Regions from separate parts of the Mus musculus genome. Here region 2 is linked to region 1. The links are chromatin contacts, called in public HiChIP or PLAC-seq maps. All regions are on one chromosome and are shown on one strand. Each heading gives the region's core, a stretch centred on a gene start, on an enhancer-like site or on the middle of the called end of the contact. The rest is flanking DNA. Distances are from core to core; before and after follow the strand shown.

Region 1 (6,226 bases), core at 280-2,779:
TGAGGGGCATGACAGCAAGTGGGGATGGGGTGGGTAGGAAGGGACCCTACCTGGGTGCTTTATAGTCAGCAGGACGAAGAGGAAGGAGGCAGCCACGCCAGATAGACTATACCGTGGGCAATCCACCATCCTCCCTGGAGCAAACATAGAAGAAAGTACAGCTGTGATTACCCACCATGCCTTGCAGTTTCTGCATTGGTTTTTGTTTGTTTTGTTTTGTTAACTCGACAGAAGCTAGAGTCATCTGAGAAAAGGGATCCTAACTGAGGAACTGCCTCCATCAGATTGGCCTATGAGCAAATCTGTGGGGGAATTTTTCTTAATTAACGATTGATGGGAAAGGACCCAGCCCACTGCGGGCAGTGCCACCCCTGGGCAGGTGGGCTTGCATGATGTAAAAAAACAAGCTGAGCAAGTCACAGAGGGCAAGCAGTGTTGCTCCATGGTCTCTGCCTCAGTGTCTGCCTCCAGGTTACTGCTTGGGTTCCTGCCTTGATTTCCCTTCATAGTGGTCTGCCAGCTGTAAGATGAAATTAACCCTTTCTTTCCTAGGTTGCTTTTGGTCTTGATATTTATCACAGCAATAGCAAGCAAACTAGGACTTCTGATGGCTATGCTATCTTAATAGACAACTAGCACCAAACCTGTCATCATCAGATCATGGCCTGGCCCCGTTCTTTTCAGTTGTTGATCACAGCTGACTCACTCACTCACATTTGAACTCTCACGATGGAGTTACACTGTACGTTATCCCTTAGGCTCCCCCTCAGGTCTCACTTAGTCCAGTTGGCTTCTAACTTGCAACACAGCCAAGGATGACCTTGAAGTCCTTCCTCTACCTCTCGTGAATCCTGAGATTGAAATTCCATACACCAGGAGGCAGATACTGAAGAGGATGAGGCAAGACAATGTCTGGTTTGAGGCCAACCTGAGCTGAAGGAAGTTTTTTGATTGGAAAGAAAAATCAGTCCTGAGCTAAAGAGACAATGATGTTAAAAAGAGGAAAAACTCAGCTTGTTGTGGTAGCTCACTATAATCTCAGCACCCAGAAGGCTGAGGCAGGAGGATTGCCATTTGTTGGAAGCCGGCATTGGCTATAGAGTGGGAGTCTGTCTCAAAACACTACTCTCTAAAAAATGTGCAGTGGAGATCAACAGGAAGTAAGAGCCATTTCCTGACAGGATGCTGACTCTACCTACTTCCTCATCTTAGTTGACTCCTCCCCACCCCACCCCCACTCCCATGTCCATCCTTCATGAGAGACTCTCCAAGCCACTCACCTGTTGCTCTTTCCTTTAGGGTGAAATGGAGGCTGTTGGTCTCACCCAGTCACAAGTGTGTCCTTCATTCACATAGCAGGTGTCTAAGGACAGGAGAGCATAGTGACTGGTGATGGAGCAGGCAAGGAAAGTGGAAGCGTCACCAGTTTGCGTGAAGGAAGATTTGAATGGTGTCAATCTGTAGGCAGAGTTGAGTCCCCGAGGGTCAGTCTAAAATGAGGCTCCAGTCAGAGCAGCACATTTACCTTCTGCTCAAAAGTGAAACTCAGAAGGAAGGCAGGTGGACTTTGGGCTCTGTTCTGATTCATCTAGCCTTCTAGACACAGTGATAATGTTGACCCTTATCTCTTCAGAACACCAGCACGCAGGCTGGACCCTGCTCCATGCCCTGTCCAGCAGGTAGGTGACCTGACATCTGGCAGTGGCCTAAATCATGGCTACTTTGTCCTGTCCTTCAGCTTGCTGAACTTCTATGATTCCCCATCTAGGGCCAAGCTCTCTCACAACACGGAGTCTGTGGACCCTCAGAGTGCAGAGCATGACTGTCTATCAGATACTCAACCTTCACCCTACTGAGTAGAAAACCAAGTCTAGGAGGGGATGTTCCCTGTCCAAGACCAGAACATCAGGCCAAGGTGCCTGTGTGTTTTTTCTTTGTTCTTTCTCTTTTACTGGAAAACAAAGGCTTCACCCAAGAAATGTAATAAGCTTTCTGATATAGCGTGTGGGTACAATGAGCATGGCTAGTAATGGAGGGCCTTGGACACCCCTGTTATGTGCTCTTCTTTCTTCAGTCCTTCTTGGGGATCCCCTAAATTCTCTTTCACACTATTGAGGGGTCTCCAGATCCACTTTCAAGAGCTGGGAAGAGCAGTTTTAAACTTATTTAGAAGAATGTTTGTTCTTCATTGTAAGAGCGTAACAGCACAGCATGCAAGGCAACAGTGTAACAGCACAGCATGCAAGGCAACAGTGTAACAGCACAGCATGCAAGGCAACAATGTAACAGCACAGCATGCAAGGTAACGGTGTAACAGCACAGCATGCAAGGTAACAGTGTAACAGCACAGCATGCAAGGCAACAGTGTAACAGCACAGCATGCAAGGTAACAGTGTAACAGCACAGCATGCAAGGTAACGGTGTAACAGCACAGCATGCAAGGTAACGGTGTAACAGCACAGCATGCAAGGCAACAGTGTAACAGCACAGCATGCAAGGCAACAGTGTAACAGCACAGCATGCAAGGCAACAATGTAACAGCACAGCATGCAAGGTAACGGTGTAACAGCACAGCATGCAAGGTAACAGTGTAACAGCACAGCATGCAAGGTAACAGTGTAACAGCACAGCATGCAAGGCAACAGTGTAACAGCACAGCATGCAAGGCAACAGTGTAACAGCACAGCATGCAAGGTAACAGTGTAACAGCACAGCATGCAAGGTAACAGTGTAACAGCACAGCATGCAAGGCAACAGTGTAACAGCACAGCATGCAAGGCAACAGTGTAACAGCACAGCATGCAAGGTAACTGTAACAAACAGCAAAGCATGCAAGGTAACAGTGTAACAAACAGCACAGCATGCAAGGTAACAGTGTAACAAACAGCACAGCATGCAAGGTAACAGTGTAACAAACAACACAGCATGCAAGGTAACAGTGTAACAGCATAGCATGCAAGGTAACAGTGTAACAGCACAGCATGCAAGGTAACAGTGTAACAGCACAGCATGCAAGGTGCTTTTCCCTGATTCTTCCCTCTCAGGATTAGGGAATCCTGCTCCATCTAGCTTGAAGCTACTGGTCTTGATGAAGGCAGTGAGTCTAGACAAGGTCCCAAGTGCGGGATGGGAGGACTAGATATTAAGAAGGATACAAGGGCTATTTCTCCCTCAGAATAGAAGGATTGTTCCCTGTCTGTGATGGTTATTTTCTTTTCCTTTTCTTTTCTTTCTTTTCTTTCTTTCTTTCTTTCTTTCTTTCTTTCTTTCTTTTCTTTCTTTTCTTTCTTTCTTTTCTTTCTTTCTTTTCTTTCTTTCTTTCTTTCTTTTTTTTTCTTTTTTTTTTGCTTATTTTATTTTGTTTTTTTTTTGTTGTTTTGTTTTTTGTTTTGTTTGAGACAGGGTTTCACTGTGTATCCCTGGCTGTCATGGAACTCACTCTGTAGACCAGGCTGGTCTTGAACTCAGAGATCCACTTGCTACTGCCTTCTGAGTGCTGGGATTAAAGGTGTGGACCAGCATCTCCGGGCTTTCTAATGGTTAGTTTTAGTTGTCACCTTGACTCAATGTAGAGTCTCCTGAGAAGGGACTCCCTGTAACTATTTTTTTTCAAAGTCTATTTTTAATGATGGTTCTTAAATGCTTTAACCCCTCCCTTCTAGCCTATTACCCACCAGGGGGCAGTGGAAAATAAAGAATATGGGGGAAGTGGACCTGTTTAGAAATGGTTCTTTGGAGCAAATCCCATCTGTGTTGTCAGGCACAGGTTAGCAGTGGCAGCTCGATCCACTTACAAACACTTCTTGGATACACCAGTAGTCAGTTTGGTAGAGTCTGGATAGCAAACATGAATCAGCACCAGTTGCACTGCCTAGCAGAGACAGCGGGCCTCAACTTCAGCACAAGTCAGCAGGAGGGACCCAGAGGGATGCCAGGAAAAGTCCTTGGCTTCATCTCTCTCAGCAAAGTGAAGATGAGAGACCCCAAAAGCATTACGTAGCTAACTCTATAAGCAAGCCAAGCTCTGCCTTTACCACTGTCTGCCAAGTTCTATTTATACCCTCCAAACCACGTTTCTTCCATGGGTCTTGACCTCAGCACGGGCATCTGTCTCAGCTGGCATCACTCTGCCAATCAGTCCAAGTCCGAAGAAGTGACAAGAAACTGCAGCACGTCACCAGAAGTTTTTTGGTGCATTTCTCTCTATGGAGTCCTGACAAATGCAGCTCAACTACGCAATGTAAGGCAGACCAATATGTCATTAGCGAAGACTCCTTCATCACGTATCCTTTCACATGCTTGCTTTAACAGAACATCCTTTCACTTATGTCAATTCAGCGAAATGTTCCTTCACATGTTTGCTCTAGCAAAACACCATCCAACACTTTCCAAATAATCCTTAAGTTTCCACTTCAATTCCCCAGGAAGGATTGCATAGGTGGGGTTGATCTGTGGGGGAATATCTTAGTCAGGTTAGCAGAGGTGGGAACACTACGTTCTGAATTTGAGAGTCCTCATTCATGGGCCATGAGCTGCACAAGAGTGAAAAGGTAGGGTGAGATGAACAGGCACTCACAAGAGCAGAGCAGCCATGACATCACATGAACAGAGAAGTCATGACATCACAGGAGCAGAGCACCTGTGACAGCCCAGGAATTCTTGGCCAATCTGGCTTTCATAGAAAGACCTTTCAGCAGAGATTTACCACTTGAAGTCCCTTAAAGTTAAGGAGAGCTAAAAGTCTAAAGAAATCAGTAGTTGGGGCAGGGAGAGGGGAAGAGGAAGGGAAGAGAAGGGATATAGAGAGGGAGGAGAGAGAGAGAGAGGAAGGGAAAATAGGAAACGGTGGAGAGGAAGCAGCAGTGTGTTGTGCGAGTGTGAGGTCAGTGATACTCGACACTTCCAGATGTTTAAGTTTCAGACTGGGCAGTTCTTAGCCCTGGCCATCAGTCTGTCACCCACAGAACTCTTTGCATGGTCAGTGTAAGTGCTTCTGCTTGGATGGGGATGGGGGGTATCCTGGACTTCAGGAGCCCAGGGTCCACACAGCTCTGAGGGAAGAAGGTGTCCCAGTGGAAGGGCATCCTGAGACAGGAGACCACAGGAACCACACAGCTCTGAGAGGAAGCCTCCTCAGCAGAGGCATTGCAGCTCCCAGGGGAGGGTCTCCCCAGCTGAGCTCAGGAGCTCAGGAGCCTCAGGCCATCAAATTCTCTTCGCTTTTCTCTTCATTGCTTCTTTTCTTCTTGGCTTTTTCCGATGGGAGTCACACCAGGTAAACAATCTCATGAATGAGATTTATTGGAGGATCCAGGGTATGGAGGGCTGAATCCAGGGATGACTGCCCGCTGCTCTGGGAGTGAACTGGTCAGAGAACTGGGCAAAAGGGCAGTGCTTATATAGGGTTTCTGAGGGGGCGGTGCTTTTCAGGACAGAAATCTCCAGAGAGAAGATTGGTGGGATTTCAAGTCCTGAGCTTGGGGGGGGGGGGAGTTTTCACCCCACTCCCTTTCCCCTGCATCAGATTCATGGGTTAAGGTGAAAAATTCTTCCCGGCTGCAGCTGGCGTTTGCTGAGGCGCCATCTTTGTGGGTCTGTTGGGGAGGGTATGGGACTGGAAGGGAGCTGCCACTGTGGACAGATCCTGCGGATCAGCTCCTTCCGTGTTTCACTGAGGCTGTAGGCTGAGGCAGGAAAGGTGCCACCACTGTGGACAGCTCCTGAGGATCAGCCCCTACTGAGGCAGGAAAGGAGATGCACCGCCATGGACAGCTCCCATGAGGGCTGCAGGCTGAGGAGATGTTGTGGAGCCACCAATTTAATAGGAGCCGATGGCTCCTGTGCATCATTTTACCGCCGTGGTCCTAGGCTGGGGCAGGGAAGGAGAGGCCTGCCTGCTGCCACTTTGAGGGTTTTCATGGTGCTCTGCTCGGGGACTACGGTCTGTTCCATCACGGTCCTAAAATCCAAAAAGATTCTGACAAACCAGATCCTCTGAATGTTTAATTTTTCACTTAAAATCTTAATTTACTTTCAAATTGATTTTATGAGAATTTACAAGTCTGAATCACTCACCAGTTATTGTTTTCTGAAAGTGATAAAATTGATTTTGCCGCAGATACAAACAAGGAGCTACATGTGGGGAATCAAGAGGAACACAGGGTTTGTGCCAATTCTTTACACTCTCCAGGATCACAGAGAACTAGACTCCAAACCAATGCTTAAT
Region 2 (5,720 bases), core at 1,517-4,016, 150 kb after region 1:
CTTTTTTGTTTTGTTTTGTTTTGTTTTGTTTTGTTTTGTTTTGTTTTTGTCTTTCCTTTTTTCTCTCTCTCTCTTTTCTTCTTGTTCTTTCTTTCTTTTGCTTCTTTTTTTAGTGGATTTTTTTTTATTTACATTCCCAGGTCTCCCCTTCAGAACCCCCCATCTCATCCCCCGTCCCCCTGCCTCTATGAGGGTGCTCCCCCACCCACCCACTCCTGTCTTTCCCTTCCTGGCATTCCCCTACACTGGGGCATTGAACACCCTCAGGTCCAAGGGCCTCTCCTCCTACTGATGTCCAACAAGGCTATCCTCTGCCACATATGCGGCCGGAGCCATGGGTATTCTTTGATTGGTGGTCCAGTGCCCAGGAGCTGGGGGGGGGGGTGGTCTGGTCTGGCCAATTGACACTGTTGCTCCCTCCACCGAAGGAAGAATATTTTTAAGAAATCAAAGTGCACTGTGTGGTGCATCTCAGGTGATAAAGGCACTTGCCACCGTGTGTGAGTTCCATCTCTGCACCCCACACAGTGGAAGGACAGGGCTGACTCCAGCAAGCTGTCCTTGGGCCTCTAGTGCACATGCCTACCCTTGACCACAAAAGAAAGACAGTGCATAGTTTAGAAAAGGACATACCTGAGAACGGGCCACACCTAAGGATCTACAACAGGAAAATCCTCCAAAGAAGACAGAGTAGATCCAAAGGTAGAAGGGAGGTTCATAGATGCTAATTGCAGAAAGAGATCAGTATGAACCACAATAGTCAAAGCTACAGGGATACCTAAGAGACATAAAGCCTGAGTCGGGAGTCCACAAGGAGTCCATAAGGAGTCCACAAGAGAAAAGACGAAACAAAACCAGCAAAACTAGAATGGAGGCCTAATGAAAGACTAGGGAGAGAGAGAGATCCTGCACTCTCTGTATCTGGGTCCTCTTATCCTAGTCAAAGCCCAGCCAAGCAGCCCCATTTTTATTTGTTTACTTGAGATTGCAGGCTCCTGGGTCCGGATAAAAAGAGTCAAAGGCAGGCTGGAGAGATGACTCAAAAGTTAAGAGCACTGGCTGCTCTTCCTATAGGTCCTGAGTTTAATTCCCAGAGACCTCCTGGTGGCTCACCGTCATCTATACTGGGATATGGTGCCCACTTCTGGCCTGTAGGTGTACATGCAGGCAGAACTCTGTATACATAATTTGTGCCTTGTGCAAAGTCAGTTCCTGTCCAGTCGCATCTACTACAGGGACCTGAAGCCAATCATCTCTCACCTCCCAACAGAGAACAGGCACATGAAAAAGATGGCGCTTGCAAAGGCGTCGGGGTCGAAATCACCTCCCAGGATGTCAATTACACGACCCGAATAGCGAGGGATTAATGTCTCCCCTGAAAGAGGCAAGAAAGATAAGGAGGCTGTGCCCTGGCAAGGCCCTTCTCCCACCTCCCTCTCACAGTGGTCTCTTCCTCTCACCCCACACAGCCACCACAAGGAAGAAGAAGGCAGCTATGAGGAAAGGCAGGTCCGGCCTGGACAGCTTCAGCAACCGCTTCATCAGTGTTCTGTTCTCCTGGCCTGGTTCCTTCTCCTGGACTCCAGCCGGGCTCAGCACAGCCCACACGGCCCAGCTCAGCGCAACAGCCCCATAGCCAGCCAGCAGCCAGCCCCAAGAGGCAGAAGCCACTCGGACTACTGAGGTGCTCGCGGTGCCTCCCACCAGAGCTCTTAGCGAGAAAAACAGGGGAGTGGCAAGGCAGAGCAAGGGCAGAAGGGTCCCCACAAGTCCCAGCAGCTCTCCCACTTTTAGCAGTCCCCACAGCACTCCAAGTCGCAGGGTGCCCTCTATCCAGAGTCCTGGCAGCCCCTGGGGAAGCAGATTTCCCAGAGATCCTTGTAGCAACCCAAGTAAAGCCATGTCCGCCAGCAGCAGAGAGACCCAGGGCCTCAGGTAGGACAGCGCCATGGTGGGTTCTGCGGAAAGAAAGGGAGAAATGAGGTCTGTGGAGTTCCAACCCTGGTTACGAGCCTCCTGCCCCAAATCCACCCTGAGGCTTCTTGTTCACCGGAAAGACCCCCTCCTAGATAAGTCTCTCCTAGGACTGACTGTCTGACGGAGCTGGGAAGGCTGCATTATTCTCACACACAGTCACACAGACACACAGACACTCAGACACACAGCACGGGGGTGGGGGTGGGGGAGGGGGCGGTCTGCTGCCACCACATCCATCTCCCTGAAGTTTGTTGGTGTTAGCCCAAGAAGACACACTGCCCCCATTCCTCGGGTCTTTAAGAGCCAGGAGACCCGGTGCAGGGGCGGGATGCGGGTGGGTTCGGTAGCCTTAGATGGCTTGGGACAGAAGGTTCTGAGTAGGGGCGCTGGGCCGGCGGCGCCCGACGGAAGACCGGGGACGCAGGGCAAGGGGGTGGGGCAGAGGACCTTGGGCAAGGGGTGAGGGACAGGGGACCTGGGACACTGGGTGGGGCAGGGGCACGGAGCAGAGGACACGGGGCAGGGAGTAAGCGGCAGAAGACCCAAGACAGGGGACGAGGAGTGGGGAACCGGATGATGACGCCAAGGGTTTGGGAATGGGCCGCACTCCTGCTAACTCTCGGGTTCTATCCAAAAGAACTCACCTGCGGCTGCGGAGCGGCAGCTCAGGAGAGCTTCTGGAATCTGCTTCTTCTCAAACTGGATCTCCTGGGTGCGCAGCGACGCCCTCGCGGGGAGCGCGCCTGGGTCCCGCGGCTTTCGCTTTCACTTCACTGCCGTGGTCGCGGTGCTGCGCACAGCCGCCAGCAGATGGCGCCTGTCAATTTGCGGGTGGGTTGAGCGCCCCAGGTTCCCAAAAAGGCTCGCCCTCCAAGGCCGCTACTAGCAAAACTCTTGAGGGTCTGAGATGCTTTGAAAAGGAAAAAAAAACAAAAACAAAAACAAAAAAAAACAAAACAAACAAAAAAAAAAAACGAAAAAACCCTGCATTTCTCCGACCTCCGAGCATGTTTTAAGAAGCGCCGGTTAAACTGGGACTATAGTTCAGATGTTGAGAAAACTTGCCTGAGCCCAGGGTTCGCTGCCAGTAGGTTTGAGGAAGGGGAAAGAGGAGGAGGAGTAAAGGGCAGAAAAGAGCATAGGAGAAGGAGAAAGGCGAGGGAAGAGAATGGTCGTGGACGGAAGGAAGGGGAGGGAGGAAAATGGAGGAGGGAGTGACTTCAGGTCCCTCCCAGTCAGCAGACCACACAGGTGTCCCACCTTTGGAAAAAGGAAGAGAGGAGAGAGAAGGACGGAGGGTGGAAGAGAAGAGAGGCTTGAGGGCTTGTTTGTTTTTCCAGGTAAGCTCAAGAGTTGGGGTCTGGGGTAAAACTAGGGCTTACAAGAAGGCCTCAGCTCCTATCAGCAGGCCAAAGGTTCCCTTTCACAGATTTTGAACCCAGAGGCTCTGGCCCTTTGTCCTCAGACTTTCTTCGCAGCACACCGCACTTGCAGTGAGGGCCCTGGGTCAGTGCCAGGGCCTGCTGCTTGTGAGGTAGTCAGAGTAGGCTGTAGGCTAACACCATCAAAGAGGGAACCCGGCCTCCTCCCCAGAGCCCAGTTCATTGCGGAAATCACCCTTCTGGGCTCCAGGGAAGAGCCCTCACAGAGCATGGTGAGGCACCAGGTTCCATTCTCAGACATGAAAATCAACCATGCTGCTCATCACCACACCCCACCACCAGGGCACTACAAGGAGAAATGACTCTGCGGGCTGAAACTACCTATAAAGGAAAAAAAATCCCCTTAGACATGCTGGTGTGACTACCCATGAGTCACTTGAAGGTCAAATGTTGAGGGCGGGGGGGGGGCTGGGGGTGGCCTTAAAGCAGGCCTACATGGCTATGCCTATCTCTCTGGACTTTAGGGCTACCCCAGGTGGAGAAGGCTCCCATCTGGCTGTCTGGATCTCAGAGTCCTCTAACCCCTGACCTGGCTCTTGACCACTCCTGCACGGAGCACTCATGCGCTGAACTCTCCTGCCCTGAGCACTCCTGCACTGAGCACTGCTACACTGAGCACTCCTGCACTCAGCACTCCTACACCAAACACTCTGTACTGAGTACTCTTGTCCTGAGTACTCCTGCACTGAGCATGCCTGCACTGAGCACTGTGCTGAGTACTCCTGTGCTGTGCCCTGAACACTCCTGCCCTGAGCACTCCTGTCCTGAGTACTCCTGCTCTGAGCACTCTTGTCCTGAGTACTCCTGCCCTGAGCACTCCTGTCTTGAGCATGCCTGTGTTGAGTACTCCTGCCCTGAGCATGCATGTGCTGAGTACTCCTGCGCTGAGCATTCCTGACCTGAGCACTCCTATCCTGAGCACTCCTGTCCTGAACACTCCTGAGCTGAGCACTCCTGCACCAAGTATTCCTGCACTGAGCACTCCTGTGCTGAGTAATCCTGCCCTGAGCACTCCTGTCCTGAGTACCCCTGCCCTGAGCATGCCTGTCCTGAGCATGCCTGTGTTGTGTACTCCTATGTTGAGCACTCCTGCACCAAGCACTCCTGCACTGAGCACTCCTGCACTGAGTACTCCTGCCCTGAGCACTCCTGTGCTGAGTACTCCTGTGCTGAGCATTTCTGCCCTGAGTACTCCTGCCCTGAGCACTCCTGTCCTGAGTACTCCTACCCTGAGCATGCCTGTCCTGAGCATGCCTGTGTTGTGTACTCCTATGTTGAGCACTCCTGCACCAAGCACTCCTGCACTGAGCACTCCTGTGCTGAGTACTCCTGCACTGAGCACTCCTGCACTGAGTACTCCTGCCCTGAGCACTCCTGTCCTGAGTACTCCTGCCCTGAGCACTCCTGTGCTGAGTACTCCTGTGCTGAGCATTTCTGCCCTGAGTACTCCTGCCCTGAGCACTCCTGTCCTGAGTACTCCTACCCTGAGCATGCCTGTCCTGAGCATGCCTGTGTTGTGTACTCCTATGTTGAGCACTCCTGCACCAAGCACTCCTGCACTGAGCACTCCTGTGCTGAGTACTCCTGCACTGAGCACTCCTGCACTGAGTACTCCTGCCCTGAGCACTCCTGTCCTGAGTACTCCTGCCCTGAGCATGCATGTGCTGAGTACTCCTGTGCTGAGCATTCCTGCCCTGAGCACTCCTATCCTGAGCACTCCTGTCCTGAACACTCCTGAGCTGAGCACTCCTGCACCAAGCACTCCTGCACTGAGCACTCCTGTGCTGAGTAATCCTGCCCTGAGCACTCCTGTCCTGACCACTCCTGTGCAGATTACTCCTGTTCTGAGCACTCCTGTGCTGAGTACTCCTGTCCTGAGCACTCCTATGCTGAGCAGTCCTGCACTTACACAAGACCCAAGGGTTCCATTTTTTCTTTCACTTTCTCCTCTGCTTCCCCCACCCCAGAGAGTCTTGCTCATCTCTCTCTATTGTGCTTGCACCTTGCAGCCAGGGGTGAAACATGAAACTGAACCTCAGCAAACTTTACATTCGCTATCCAATGTCACCCAGGTGTTACTTGAGCATCCATGCTTATTGTCATCACAAAGTCTTCCCAGTTTCCCCAAAACATACATGAGGGGCCACACTGGAGTCCCGAGACCATGACACTCCAGGAAGGGCCAAATGAAAACGCTTCTCCAAAGAGAAAAGTGATGGGTGACGGTCCTCCCCAGAGATGCAGGGGAAGGGCGTCCAGGAAGAACCTGGCGAACACCTTCTCAATGGAAGCCTCGCCTGA

The links. HiChIP or PLAC-seq counts read pairs in DNA pulled down with a chosen protein or histone mark.
Region 2: a contact with region 1 is called in an H3K27ac HiChIP or PLAC-seq map of T-cell acute lymphoblastic leukemia, with 4 times the contacts expected there. The contact joins the promoter of Tap2 here to the promoter of Btnl2 in region 1. A contact is called at or near these places in 11 of 39 promoter capture datasets (the 3T3-L1 cell line, the C10 cell line, the HPC-7 cell line and 7 more), 8 of 484 Hi-C or Micro-C datasets (B cells, LSK cells, bone marrow-derived macrophages and 3 more), 18 of 115 datasets of contacts at active chromatin or transcription factors (the 230-238 cell line, the HPC-7 cell line, the SCID.adh cell line and 10 more) and 3 of 9 other capture datasets (adipose tissue, liver and pancreatic islet).

The regions. Positions count from the first base shown.
Region 1 is chr17:34,350,125-34,356,350 of GRCm38.p6, reverse strand. Btnl2 (butyrophilin-like 2) reads right to left here and starts at 1,529. Exons shown (of 9, transcript NM_079835.2): 1 at 1,281-1,529; 2 at 51-134. The coding sequence starts at 129.
Region 2 is chr17:34,201,525-34,207,244 of GRCm38.p6, reverse strand. It overlaps Tap2 (transporter 2, ATP-binding cassette, sub-family B (MDR/TAP)), which reads right to left and starts at 2,766. Exons shown (of 12, transcript NM_011530.3): 1 at 2,622-2,766; 2 at 1,461-1,958; 3 at 1,261-1,375. The coding sequence starts at 1,950.